Regions from separate parts of the Mus musculus genome. Here region 1 is linked to region 2. The links are chromatin contacts, called in public HiChIP or PLAC-seq maps. All regions are on one chromosome and are shown on one strand. Each heading gives the region's core, a stretch centred on a gene start, on an enhancer-like site or on the middle of the called end of the contact. The rest is flanking DNA. Distances are from core to core; before and after follow the strand shown.

The links. HiChIP or PLAC-seq counts read pairs in DNA pulled down with a chosen protein or histone mark.
Region 1: a contact with region 2 is called in a FOXA1 HiChIP or PLAC-seq map of pancreatic cancer cells. The contact joins two enhancer-like sites. A contact is called at or near these places in 2 of 39 promoter capture datasets (cranial neural crest and embryonic stem cells) and 1 of 115 datasets of contacts at active chromatin or transcription factors (pancreatic cancer cells).

What each region holds. Positions count from the first base shown.
Region 1 is chr9:74,907,296-74,914,772 of GRCm38.p6, reverse strand. No RefSeq gene overlaps it. Among named protein-coding and RNA genes, the nearest start is that of Fam214a, 42 kb to the left of the region's middle. Within about 2 kb of position 5,347, at least 81 of the 459 cell types and tissues checked have an H3K27ac peak or open chromatin away from gene starts, as enhancers often do. A contact at or near this core is called in pancreatic cancer cells, where this site is marked.
Region 2 is chr9:74,119,381-74,126,690 of GRCm38.p6, reverse strand. All of the region lies in intron 1 of Wdr72 (WD repeat domain 72), which reads right to left. Among named protein-coding and RNA genes, the nearest start is that of Wdr72, 13 kb to the right of the region's middle. Within about 2 kb of position 3,565, at least 16 of the 459 cell types and tissues checked have an H3K27ac peak or open chromatin away from gene starts, as enhancers often do. A contact at or near this core is called in pancreatic cancer cells, where this site is marked.

The DNA of each region.
Region 1 (7,477 bases), core at 4,098-6,597, 790 kb before region 2:
AGCAGGATGTAAGTGAATAAGTTTAAAAAAAAAAAAGCTTTTAAAAAAAAAGAATACGTACTTCTGGGGCTGGAGAGATGGCTCAGTGGTTAAAAGCACTGGCTATTCTTCCAGAGGACCTGGGTTTAATTCCCAGCAACCATGTGGCAGCTCAAAACTGTCTGTAATGCCAGCTCCAGGGTATATAACACCATCACACCAATGTACATAAAATAAAATACAATTTAAAAATATTGTTTTCTGGAATAACAAATACTTTAAAAAATTATTTAGGGGTCCAGATAGTAGATTGGTAGGAGGGGCTGGAGAGATGGTTCAGTGGTTAAGAGCCCTGACTGCTCTTCCAAAGGTCCCGAGTTCAAATCCCAGCAACCATATGGTTCACAACCATCTATAATGAGATCTGACGGCCTCTTCTGGTGCGTCTGAAGACAGCTTAGATATAATAATAAATAAATCTTTAGGCTGGAGTGAGCGGGGCTGACCGGAGCAAGCAACCTTCATTCCCAGCAACCACATGATGGCCCACAACCATCAGTGCAGCCACGGTGTACTCATATACATAAAAATAAACCAATCAATCTTTAAAAAAAAAACTAAAAATAAAAGTAGATTGGTAGGAAAATGTTCGCTTATCACATGAATCCCAGATTACAACCCAGCACCTCAAAAACTATTTATGAGCTGGAAGGAAAGTGAGGTCCCTGGACCTACAAGACCCAATGCTAGGTCATCTCCACTGCCTTCTTCTCTTGCCTCTCTGGCCATCTTCCACCAGTGTCCACTGCACTCTGAAAGACTGTGCTTCATGTAGCCCCACTTCCAGCTTCCCCTCACCCAGTGGTCTCAGTTGTTCCGTCCTCTTGTCCAGCATCCCAGATGGCTGAATTCTGACTCAGCATTTGTACTTTCCTTCCTTCTTCTTTTCTACCTTCTTTTCCTTCCATTCTTCCCTCCCCACCCCCTTGTCCTAGAACTCACTATCTAGTCCAGACTGGCCTCAAACTCTTGACAATCCTTCTGCTTCAGCCTCCCTAGTGCTGGGATTCGGGGCATGAGCTTCCAGCCAGGCTCTCTGTCCGTGTTTGCTGGGATTCCCACCCTCAGCTGACCAGGCTCTCTGTCCGTGTTTGCTGGGATTCCCACCCTCAGCTGACCAGGCTCTCTGTCCGTGTTTGCTGGGATTCCCACCCTCAGCTGACCACAGTTTTCCCGTGCCCCGATGTTCTGCTTTTGGGACTCAGCTCACATTTTACCTGTATCCCCGAGAAATTTCCCGTACCTTCTACCAGCCCAGTGATCCCAAGAAGTCAGATTCCATGGCAGGTCCTGTTTCGTATCCTGGGCCCTGCTGCCTCAGGTACTCTGTGAGCATTTTCTTGCTCTAGCTTTACCCTGTGCTGTCTTCCTGAGCAACCTTCCCCAGCGGGCTCTGTCTTTCCTTACGCCCTTAGACCTGTACAAATGCTATTTGTTACCACTCAGGCTTTCCAAGAACCAGGGACCAACTGTTCCTGAGAAAGCCGTGAAAACAGAGGTCGACTCTCACAATGCCTCTCACACAGCCCATAAGGCAATGCCAGCTGCAGTGTGTGTCGCCTTCACGTTTAACAACCAGACATCTGTTGCTTGTCAACATTGCGTCAAACAAGACCACGGGGTAGGCTGTGGTTACTAAGTGGTCTAAGTGTGTTTCAACAACAAAATGATTCCGTCTCAGGCCTGATTTAGAAAGTCTCTGAAGAGGTGAAGAAAGCACCTTCCATTCTGAAGGAAATGATCTCATGGATGAGGCGGATAATCCTGAATTATTCACCAGCCCTGATCTTCCTGAGACACAGCAGAGGGGACAGAAACTAAAGTTCTCGTCTCACCCGGAAAGGAAAGCACACAGCCACCTGTTGTGACTCACACGGGCTGTCTGGCAATGGTTTCCAGGTTTACTTCCAATTAAGAAGCCGCACAGAAGGACGGAGATTGTCTAGTTGAGCCTGGAGGGCAACAGGTGTTCAGACCTTGCAGTCGCTCCCAGGATGGCGACTTGGTCTGAAGATGAATTCTGATTTTTTAAAAGTGCTAAGACCAGGGGCTGGGGGTGGAGCTCAGTTGGTAGCGCCTCGCCTGCACAAAACCCTTGGCTCAATCAATTCTCAGTGCGGCCTAACCAGGGGTGGTGATACCTGGTTAGAATCCCAGCCCTTGAGAGGTAAAGGCAGGTGGATTCCAAAGTTCAAGGTTACCCTTGACTACACAGAGAGTTCAAGTCAGCCTCCATAAGATACTCCCTCTCTTTCATATATATATATATATATATATATATATTGGTTGTGAGTCAATATACTATGTATATATTATATGATATATATTTTATATAGTAATGATATTTAAAATTGTATATAAATATTGCATAAACTTTAAAATAAAAGCCAAAGTAGCTGAACTCTGTTATGGGTTCTGACAAATGAGTCACTTCATGCTGTTGAAGGAATGAACAGGGGACCTAAGTGACAGATTCAAAGGTTCAGTAGCCATGTAGCCTCTGGTCATAGGAGTCCTATGACTTTGGGCTGCATTTCTAACAAGCTATCAGATAAAACACAGCTGGGGAGAAGGCTGAGTAGGCAGGAAGCCGGGGGAGTGGGCAGACAGGAATGGAGTCATAAAGAAGGCAGCCAGCCTGTGGCTGAGAGGACTTGGGAATCTGGAAACAGCTCTCCTCCCCTCCAGCCTGAGGGGCTTCCTGGAGGGTACTGAGAATGGACAGACACTAGCTCTCATACAGAAGCCAGCCCTCAGCTTGTCCCGTCTGAAAGATTTCTGAGGGCTCAGCTTGTTCTTAGACCAGTGGTGAACTCCAAACATAATTCATTGCTGAAAAAATATGACTCTTTTGTTTGTTTTCCAAGACAGGGTTTCTCTGTGCGGTAGCCACAGCTTGGCCTTGAATCCCCAGAGATCCGCTTGCCTCTGTTTCCTGAGTGCTGGGATTAAAGGTGTGTACCATCACGCCCGGCTTGATTTAGACTCTTGAATAGGGTGTTTTCTGAAAGGCCTTTAACAGGCAGAGTGTGGTGGCACAGGCCTGAAACTTCAGCTAGGGGAGAGGTGGAGGCAGAAGGAGTTAAGATCTCAGGGCAGCAGCCAGGGCTACATCGAAAGAGCCAGGGCCTGGACTGGCAGAGCAGTTAGGTTCCCAACACCCAAGCCACATGGCTCACAGCCATGTTAACTCCAGCTCCAGGGGATCCAATGATCTCTTCTGGTCTCTGTTGGCATCTGCATGCCACACACACACACACACACACACACACACACACACACACACAGAGAGAGAGAGAGAGAGAGAGAGAGAGGGAGAGAAAGAGAGCACTGCGAGTTAAAAGGTCATATCATGTTGTAATCAGAATTAGTTTTATGATTATTTCTTTTGAACCAAAGCCATTCCCTGCTTTTCTCTTAAGGGTAAATACAATGACCACTAACTGGGAAGAAACTAGCATGATGTCCTAGTCCCGCACACAGGCTGAGGGAGGTTTGTGGAGATAGCATACTTGCTTGATATTTTTGTACCAAATCTGAGGGTGGTGGGTCACACCTACAATCCCAGCTACTCTGGAGGCTAGGGCTGGGAAGAGCATCTTAGTTCAGGAGTTCAAGGCCAGCCTAGGCAACACAGTGAGACCCTGTCTCAAAGGAAAAAGACAATGTTAAGTCATTATTCTTTCACTTTCTGTGGTTTGTTTGTTTTTAGATTTATTTATTTTATGTATGTGAGTACACCGTAGCTGTCTTCAGACACACCAGAAGAGGGCATCAGATCCCATTACAGATGGTTGTGAGCTACCATGTGGTTGCTGGGAATTGAACTCAGGACCTCTAGAAGAGCAGCCAGTGAGTGCTCTTAACCACTGAGCCATGTCTCTGGACCAACACTCTCTGTTTTTTGAGACAAGGTCTCATGTAGGCCAGGCTGGCCTCCAGTTCACTATGTAGCCAAGACTGGCCTTGAATTCCTGGTCCTCCTGCCTCCATCTCCTAAATGCTAGGATTATAGGCTTGTGCCACCCTGCCCCGATTCTTCACTCTGCCTTGGGAAGAAAAACCACCCTCCCCCAATTTCCAGAGATCATTTGTGTGTAGTACACCTGCTTCCGAATACGCCCATTGTACTGCAATGGGATCAATTTCCTGTTGAATTGGTTTGTCCCAGACACGTGCCAGCCAGCCTTATGACTAATGCACACCTTAAGAAGCCCTAAATAGCTGACCTGCCATTCTGGTTTTTGGTAATAGGCCTATATATATCTGGTATCTCTTCCTCATCGAGCTGAGGCAGCTGATATGGAGGTAACTTTCCTGTTCCTTTCCTACAGGGACATGAATGAGGTTAGCTGCCCCAACTCTACTTCTGTGTCAGAAACAAGTTAAAGGAAGTATCTCCAGGACTCCCAGGGGGCTGAGGATATAATAGCTCAATTGGTAGAGTATTTGCCAGCTTGCACAAAACCTCGGGTTTAGTCTCTAGAGGTGAAGGCAGGAAGGTCAATGCCATTCTTGGTCAGTTAGTGAGTTCAAGGCCAGCTTGGTTGAGAAGAGACCATTTCCTAAAACACACACACACACACACACACACACACACACACACACACACACACACACACACAGAGAGAGAGAGAGAGAGAGAGAGAGAGAGTGAGTCAGAGAGAAAGAGAGAGAGACAGAGAGACAGAGGTGTAGCAATTTTAGAGGCCAGGAGAGGGCACCGAACCCTCTGAAGCTGGAGCCACAGGAGGTTGTGAGCACCCAGATGTGGGGGAAAGAAACTGAACCCCTTTGGAAGACCAGCAAGTGCTCTTAACTCCTGAGCCATCTCTCCAGCCCTTTCGGCGGATTCTTTGAGACGAGGCTGTTCACCAAACCTGGAGCTCACGGATAGGCTGAAGTAGGTGGTTAGCAAGCAAGCCCCCAAAGAGCCTACTCTTTCTGCTTGGCCAGCCCTGGGATTTATACGCATGGGCCACCTCGTTGGCTTTTTGTGAGAGATCCAAACGCAGGTCCTCATGCTGGCAGGACAAGCACCTTGCTCACAGTCACCCCCAAGGTCACAAGCAAAGATGTTCTACAGGCGTTCAGGCACACGCACAGCGCCTGCCCGCCCGCCCGCTGGCATTGCCCTTGCCTTTTAGCTGACGTGAGTACGTCCCAAGTGTCCCTGCACCTGCCTCCACCCCCTTTATTTATTTGTTTGCTTTCGAAGCTTCGTTTGGTCGGAAGATCCTTGTGCTTGGGGACTCCGGCATTGCCCGGTTCCCTGCTCACCCTGCAGCACTCAGAGGCTGGCTGGGCTCCAGGATGAGTCAGAGGCTCGTGCCCCACACACTGGAAAACAAAGGGGGTTTCCAGCCTTTGTATTCCAAGGTGCTGAGCTTCGGTGGCGTGAGCAGGTCACTAAGGTGATGTGTATTAGATACAAGCTCACAGAACAGAGTGTTTGCTCCCTAAAACCTGGGCAAATGTTTCCAACTGGGTTCATAATAAGCTTCAGGTTCAATTAGAGGCTATTGAGGCCATGTGTGTGGCTCAGTGGCAGAGCGTGTGCTCAGCGTGTACACGGTCCTGGGTTTTGTCCCCAGCACCACCCAAAGAGGAAAGGCATTCATAGCTGTTGAAGACCTGGAGAATCCGGCCTCACCTATCTTTGTTCTCTCCCATCTGGATCTGTCACAGGTTTGTGGTCACCAGAAAGGTTGGCCCAGGAGCATACTAAGAGTAGAGTTAAGGCTGAGGGTCAAAAAGTAGACCCTAAGGCTGGGGCTGTAGCTCACAGCAGACTAGTATCTTAGCATGTGTTTCAATCTCCAGTACTAAAAAAAAAAAAAAAAAGGTTCATGAGCACACCTCCTAACACAGGCACACATACACAAATACACACACACACACACACACACACAGAGACACTCAAGCAGACACACACACAAAAGCAGACACACACAGACAAATACACACACAAAAGCAGACACACACAGACAAATACACACACACAAGCAGGTACACACAGAGACACACAAGCAGACAGACACACAAATATCTACACAGACACACACATACAGACACACACATACACACAAGCAGTTCCAAGAAGACAGAAACATAGACACAAGTAGGCAGACACACACATAAGTAGATAGTCACACACACACAAACAGACTGACAGACAGGTAAGTAGGCAGATATAGATACACACACAGACACATAGATATAAGCAGACACAAGTAGATGGACACACATACACAACAGACTGACAGGCAGGCAGACAGGCAAGCAGGCATGACACACATACACACACACACACACACACACACACACACACACAGAGAGAGAAAGAGAGAGAGCTGAGTCAAAGAAAAAGCAGGAGGACACTTGGTGATGGCTTTAAATATCCTGGTAGCTTTTGTATAGATTTCTCCCAAATTGCCATATTCTACACACAGTTACAAGTAGCCCCCTCTCTGTGTGACACAGAGTGGGATCTGTGTTTCCCAGGAGGAAGATGAATGTAGTCTCACTGAGCAGTATATGCATGCGTGACACTCTATGTGACTTAGGTGTTCATCATTTACAGAAGTCAACTCTTCTGTGTAGCACTTTTTCTTAGAGTGGCTGAGGATGAGGCTTCGTCACTAGAAACCAGGAGTAACAAGCACACCTGTAATCCTAGCTCTCAGGAGGTGGAGGCAGGAGGATCAGACATTCAAGTTCAACCTTGGCTGTATGGTGAGTTTCCCCAGCGTGGGGTAATAAGATCCTGTCTAAAAGCTTAAAATCCTAACACCTCAGAATATTTAATCTGGATACGGAGATACAACTTCCAGCTTGCAGAAAATCAGTAGAAAAAGTGCTGGACACAACCAAGTGACCTGGCATCCTTTGGGACAGGTGACCCCGTCTTCAAGGAGTCAGAACATGACTAAGAGGAGTTTAGTGGCTTGAGAAAGACATGAAGGTTTCAGGTCTATAAAAAGCAGGCACATTGTATGGTCTTATACTGGATACTACTTCCCACAATCTCACTATAAAGAGCATTTTTAGGGACAATTTGGGAAATTTTAACATTTACTGCAAATTATATAGTATCGAGGATATAAATGCACAAGTTAATTTGGTTAACTATGAAAGATGTTATTTCGACTCCAGAAACGTGTTTTTATTTTTATTTTTTAAAATGTGAACCGAGTTTAAAAACCAACTTTCTCTCCCTTTCCCTGGAATTTTCAGCCTTTAAAAGGAAGGCGACAAGACCAGGGTACGCGTGGCTGTGCTGCAGTTTTATTCTTGTTCTGGCGACCTGAAAGCAGGTGTTAATAGTCACAAGTGGGGCCAGATTCATGGGGAGAAAAGAAGAGCAAACTAAAGTGTTTGTGGACGGACACACACACACACACACACACACACACACACACACAGCTCTCCTGTGCTG
Region 2 (7,310 bases), core at 2,316-4,815:
CAGAACCTCAGGGAAAGCCAAAAAGGCCAAGCCACAGAAAGAGAGGAAAATAAATAAATAAATAAATAAATAAATAACATGAAACCAGTTCTATCCCATCAAGTTAAAAGGGGCACGAGGCTGGGACCCCCTGGGTCCTCCCTTTACCCTTTTACCTATATTGGTCCTGTTTGGAAATCTGCCCTACATCTTCTGTATTTTCTCCTGTCATCTGCTGGGAATGAGAAACCACCCATTCAGGGAGCCGGTTTTCACTTCCTTTTTCTACCATGTTTACTACTGCTTCAGCCCTGTGCACCGAGATCATCAGGACTCTTTTTTTTTTTTTTTTTTTTTTTTCACCCTTAAGCAGTAGGGGCAGCTTCCTTTCCAGGATTAGCATATCAGATGACTCCTGCAGATGGAGGCACACCTATCTTTACAGCCAGATCACAGAACTGTTCTTCGAATTCCAGCGATAGATTTCTACTCTGATATAACTGAAGAGCAGCTTCCCAGTAGTGTGTCTGCCACATATCACTCAGGAAAGGTGGAGGCAAGGTTGGGGAAGAAATCAAAACTCTCTAACCTGTGTATTCAAAGAATGGAGAGCATTAACTAGAGTAAGATATGACCAGTGCGGTAATAATTGAAAAATATAGAGGGCTCAAGTCATTGCAGAGTTTTCGAAGATGTATCTGCCCCTAAGAAGCCAGTCTTCTGGTCACATAGTTATTATGCTGGCAGCTGATGACAGCTGCAGGAACTCTCAGCCCATGCTCAGAGTGACTTTAAGTAAAACGTATTGAAAGGTTTAAATAGCAGTGCTGGCTTATTCTAACAATGGGTGCCTCTACAATGGGTACCTCCCAGTGGTTGCAAAGCTGGTCTCTGCCATCAAGCAGGAAACACCTGGGAAACTGTGAGTCACTGCCCTGTCCTCACCCTAGCACCTTGCCTGACATTCACTAAATATTTCTCATTCTTTTAGTTGTGAGCCTACTCTTTAAGAGCCATCTCTCCAGGCAGCTAAATATTTCTTAAGTATTGATATCCGATCTAGACAATGGGGAAGAGACTTTAAGATGTAGTGGTTGAGAGCTAGAAACGTGGCTTGGTGGTTAAGAGGAAGAAACGTGGCTTAGTGGTTAAGAGCACTTGCCCTTTTCCAGAGAACCCATTTTCGGTTCTTTGAATCCAAGTTGATCAGCTCACAAGCACTTGTGTCAGTTCCAGGGGATCTGACTCTCTGCTCCAGGTTCCGTGTACCAGCACACATATGTGAACACACACACACATGCATGCACACACACACACACACATTCACATGTACACATACATATGCACATGTGCTCACACACACCCATACATACACACACACATACACACACACACACATGAGCATTCACAAAAATAAAAGATAGAATTATGGAGGTAAACGCTCATCATGCTAATGAAGAAGTACAGCAGAAATGATAAAGCTTCTCCTGGTCTGGGAGAATGCATTCAGAGGAAGGTGATCACTTCAGCCCCGCCCCCACCCCCACCCCCACCCCCACCCCACCTGTATCTCACCAAAAAGAACAGACATAGCGGGTGTGTACTTAGGACATCATCATCTCTCTCATTTTCAATGAAAACATGTTTTCTTGAGAAAGAAAAAGAAGCTAGAAGATATAATAGGATGAGTCACACTCATCTCCATCCCTTCCTCTTCTGTCTCAGGGGTGAGGAACTAACCTTGGAGCCTTGCTTTTCTTATCCATAAAATTGGAAAAATTTACCTTTGAAAATTGATATTAGGTTCATTGTTTCTATGTAGACGATTCATTGTCTGCCTCACTTACAGTAGGTTCTCAGTATGTCTACTGAATAAATGACAAAGGCAAGGGATCACTAGGACTTTCTCTGTGGCTGGGGGATGTGTCATAGCTGACTAACGATAGCTTTGCCAGTAGTAGAGTCCCTGTGTTTACTTTTGTCACCGCTACTTATTTCTAAGAGGCATTGTGGGCATATCCAGGACATTTATCCATGACATCATCCAATTCATTATCATTACGCTTAAGTTCTATGATGGTATTCTAATCAATTGGGGAGAAAATTACGCCTGCCATGTTTAGTAAATAAAATCACAAGCTAACTAGTTAAAAGTAAATTTCAGATAAACAACTTTTTTCATGAAAGTATTGTTTTCTAGTTTTTTTGCTTTCATAAAACATCCTAGCCAAAAGTAATGTGTGGAAGAAAATAATTGATTTGGCTTACAATACCAAGTTGCAGTTCATCATTGAGGGGAAGTCAAGGCCACAGTCAAGAACAAGGAGAAACAAATGCACCCAGACTGTCTTCTGCCTGCTTGCTCTTGTCTAACTTTCTCCTATCTCATACAGCTCAGGATGCCTGCCTAGAGAATGATGCCACCCACAGTGGATCAGGCCTTTCTTCACCAGTTAATAATCCAGACAATCCCCTACATACATGTCCGTAGACCAGCCTGATCTAGAAAGTTTCTCAGCTGAAGTTTCTTAGGCAATTCTAGGTTGTGACAAGTTGACCTTTAAAATCAACCACTAATTTGACTTATTCAAAACCCTGAAAGTGCTAACGCTAAAAAAGTGTTGCTACTCTTTATGTGGAACATGTTTATAAAGTATTTATTGTTTGCTTACAGGTGAAATGTAACTCTGTTTCCCAAGTCTCTGGGGGCCTCTGATAATCCTGAGCTAAAGACAGCAATGTTGGAGGTACAAGCACCTCTTCCATTTCTCCAGATGAGAAAAATCAAACTTCAGAAAAGTTAGTCACTTAGTAAAGGCAACCCTGGTAAAGAGCAGCTGAGCCAGAACCAAAACCAAGTCTCCTAGCAAACGCTACAGAATGCACAGGACCCAGACTTTCTCATCAGAAAGCCTTACTGATCAACCCAGGAAAACTCCTTTGTAATCGAAAGGAAGGAAGGAAGGAAGGAAGGAAGGAAGGAAGGAAGGAAGGAAGGAAGGAAGGAAGGAAGGAAGGAAGGAAGGAAGGAAGGGGGATAGGGAGAGAGAGAGAGAGAGAGAGAGAGAGAGAGAGAGAGAGAGAGAGAGATCAAGCCAAGCAACTGGACCCTTTATTTAGTATAATTTTCATACAGCATTCACTGCTCTTAAAGTTGGACTCTCCTAACTCTTTCTCTATAAAGACAGTGCCAGGCAGTCCCAAGGAATGGCTGTTATCATTTTTCCTCAGAATCTGTCCTCTCCTTTCTGACCTACTTGAGACCAGCATAGTGATTAGCATGATGGACAGCTGGTTCTGCTATTGGTGTCTACTGGACCCTGGGGTTGCTAACTTAATCATAAATGGCTTTGTTTGGGGACACACCCAGACGCACAGACAGAGCAGTCCAGACCCTTTGGCTGAGGACAGGCAAGAAAAATAATTATCAGAGTAAGTCCTGTGGCACAAGGTATGAATTTTCATAATAGCCTCCTGAGCAAGGGAAAACGTCTGTGATTGGAAAGATTGCATCAGTGATGATGTGATCTGGAGTCTGACCAGTGCGGCTTCTGGGAGTGTCTCTGCTAAGTGACGGGGAACAGCACTGAGCCCCTCTAAAACCACAGCCACGGGAAGGGACCTGTGGGAAGGGACCTGCATGAATCACTTCAAGAAAGAGTCTTTTGTTTAAGTTATCAAAAGGGATAGGCTGCTCAGCCTTAAGCCAGAGAGAGTTTTGTTTATACATTTTGAGTTTACTTGGAGATTAAGGGAATTGCAGTATTAAAATCCATTGAATTGAACTCTTTAAATGGGTCTGGGTTCACAAGAATCATGAAAGTGGATATAAAGGTAATTATTTATTCTAGTTTCAATCGTCACCCTTACCTACTCCCCTTGTGACAGATAAGTGAATAAAACAGTAATTGTTAGCTAAAGTCTGGAATTCCATGAATCCAGTAAGGCCATTTTATCTGTTCAGAGTTTGGAACTTGGGAAGTGTTTGGGTGGCTCCCTTTATCTATCAGTGGGATGTTTTTATTTGTGAGTTAATTACAATATGACAATTTTTATCTTAAAAACATCATTCTGTTTATTGGGCATGAATTGCCTTTATAAACCTCAAAAGACCAGAGATGTGCACCAGGAAGAAATAGGCTGGTACTGTCATACAACTGGCTGGTTGGTGGCAAAGTCCAGTTTCATACTGGAAAACGAAGCAAAGCAAACTAAAGAAAGCAACAGAAAGAGCATCTACACAGCCCTGTCGGCTGCATGGAACCTGCCATGTCACAACAACCTTAACCACAGAGGGTATGAAGCAACCTGGACCCATGGGAACCTGAGATCTCCTGTGTACTTGACATGGTACCCACAGAAGTGTGTCTTCCAAAACCTGCCCGAATCTTAGATAAGGCAAGACAACAATAGTAAATGAATTTACTGAGTTGAAGGATGTCCAAGGCAAATAAGAATAATATAACACACACACACACACACTCCTGAGTTCTACCCTCAGAAGCAAGATCCTGCCCTCTACTCTCAGAAGCATAACTACCCCCAAATTAACCCTTAGCCAACATTAAAGCCAAGCTCCTTGCCAATACGAGTAAATGATTAGCTGCCACTTAGAAAACTTTAAGACATAATAAAAGCAATTTACAGCAAGCCTGTAGCCAACATCAACTTAAATAGAGAGAAACTCAAAAGCCATTCTGCTAAGATTAGGAACAAGACAAGGTTGCCCACTCTCTCCATACTGATTCAGGGTAATACTTGAAGTCTCAACAAGATCGATAAGACAACAGAAAGATATCCAGGGAACACAAATAGGAAGTATATACACACACACACACAAGAAGTCAGAGTATCCTCATATGCTAGTGTAGTAAGTGACCCTATAATTTTCACCAGGAAACCCCTACATCTGACTCATGTTTTCAGCTAAGTAGCTAGATCCAAAACTAACACACAAAAAGGGTAGTTTTCCTGTATACAAATGGCAAACAGATTGAGAAACAACACCTTTCCCAATAGCCTCAAAAACATAAAATATCTTGGGGTAAGTAAAACGAAGCCAATGAAAGACTTATACAATCAAACTTGAAGGCATTAAAGAAAAAAAAAACTGAGGAAAATTTCAGAAGATGAAACGATCCCCCTTGGTTAGGTTTTTATGAGATTCCCGTGTGTAGCCATGTGTGTCTCTGCCTCTCTATGTGTTTCTTGTGTGTTTTCTTGTTTGGCTGATTTGTCCTGTTCTAACCTTCTTTTCTTTTATTACTATTCCTTAGATGTCTGTTTGTTTGGTTTTTTTTTTTTTAAGAGAAATAAAACGGGTGTGGATCTGGATGCGAGAGTCTGAGAGGAGTACAGAGACTTGAAACTGGAATCAAAATATATTATCTGAAAAAAATTCTTATTTTCAATAAAACACGTCAAAAACAAACAACTGTATGCCTCCTGCAAACTGGAAAATCTTTAAGAAATAATAGTAATGTTTCAGGAGACATTATTACCTTAGTAGGTCACAGCAACATTAAAAATCACTCAGAGATCAAGGAAGGAATTAAGCAGATAATGTACATTAATCTCTGTGACTACAATACTCATGACCCAGACCATATAAGAAAGCAACTCAACCAAGGAATAGCCCCCAACTGTTGGACAGCTGAAGATTCCAGCGTAGTTCCCAGCTGCACCCGCATGCTCTCACATAGTACCTGCACATTCCCCCTGCTTCGTGTTAAGCTGTGTAGCCACAGCACTAACAAACTAAACAGCCAAGTATGTTTCATGCAGTCATTGTTAGAGAGATGGGCGTTAGCGTGGGAAAAGAAACTCGAGAAGCTCAAGGGAGCCTTTTGTGAGTGGCACACTATTTCACATCTATTCAGTCTGGGAACAATTCAGAGAACTATAGTCCCCTCGTTTAAAACCTCAGGGTTAGACCTTAAAAGGCATTTTGTTTTCTTCAGGACTTGTTGTTATTGTTGTTGTTGTTGTGTAGCTTTGTTTTAGATTGTGCTACACTTAACTATTCGAAGATTTATACTGAAAGCCATTTTTTAAACTTAAAACCATCTAGTCCATTTTTTTTTAAACCAAAAGAAAAGTTTATTCTGAGGCAACCATCTAGTCCATTTTTAAAAGATCTATTTCATTATGTTTTAATTATGTGCACATGAGATAAGCACATGAGTGCAGTGCCCACAGAAGCCAGAAGAGGGCATCAAATCTGTAGTTGAAGTCACAGAGGCACTGTTAAGCCAATGGATGTGAACCCCCAGCCTTGTCTCCAGCCCTATATTCATTCTCAATTAAATCAAACAAATACTTATTGAGGGCTAAACATATGCAATTGTTGGGCTGGGCTGCAGAGAACCAGGAAAGAGGAAAAACAAACTCTCTGCTCTCAATGTCGTTACGACTGAGTCACCTTGTGGTTAACTTTAAATACGCACTTGTGTTGTTAGCAAAGCAGTTGTTTTTTGTGCCTGTGAATTCTACAAACCTATTCCAGCGGTGAGTCAGATGGCTTTTTTCTCATATCCAAGAACAATACGGAAAACAACTTGCCTAGTATATTTGCTTAGGTTAACACATGGAAAATATCAAACTAATCTGTGTAAGAATAAATCTAATAAATCTCTGTTTCCTGTTTGCTGAGGGGATCTCCTCCTCTGACATGTTCCTGTCCATCAGCAAAGTGGGGTCAACATCATGCCAATGCTGCTCCTCCCCTTGACGCCACAACTCTGCATGGAAAAAACTGTCATTTATATTTAAATAAATAAATAAATACAGTGTATTATATAAGCGTACCCTGGGGAATGATAAATGTCCCCAGAATCATGGTATTGCATATGCTGGTTTCATTTTTGAAAATGTCCAATATACTAGCATCCACTAACACATATATGTTTATTGTGTGCTACTGGACACGTGGCTGCCATGCACTGTAACAGTGAATTATTACTTCAGCATTCATTTCAGCCTAGTTTCTTGACAGTGTCACTCATAGCTCAGGCTGACCTTCAGCTGTGAATGATCCAGAACCTCTCATAGTTCACGCTGACCTATACAGCTGATGATGATCCGGATCCTCTGATCCTCCTGCCTCCACCTCCCAGATGCTGGGATTACAAGGGTAATCTTTGGCCACTGTGCTGAGCTCCCTCTGCCTCTTTCAAATCCCACTGCAGGGACTGAAGGGATGGTTCAGTGGTTGGAGCAGGTACTGCTCTTGCACAGGATCCAAGTTTGATTCCTAGTACCTACGTTAGACAGCTCATATAATTTAGTAAATTATAATTACAAACTATAATTTAGTTCCTGAGGATCCAGTG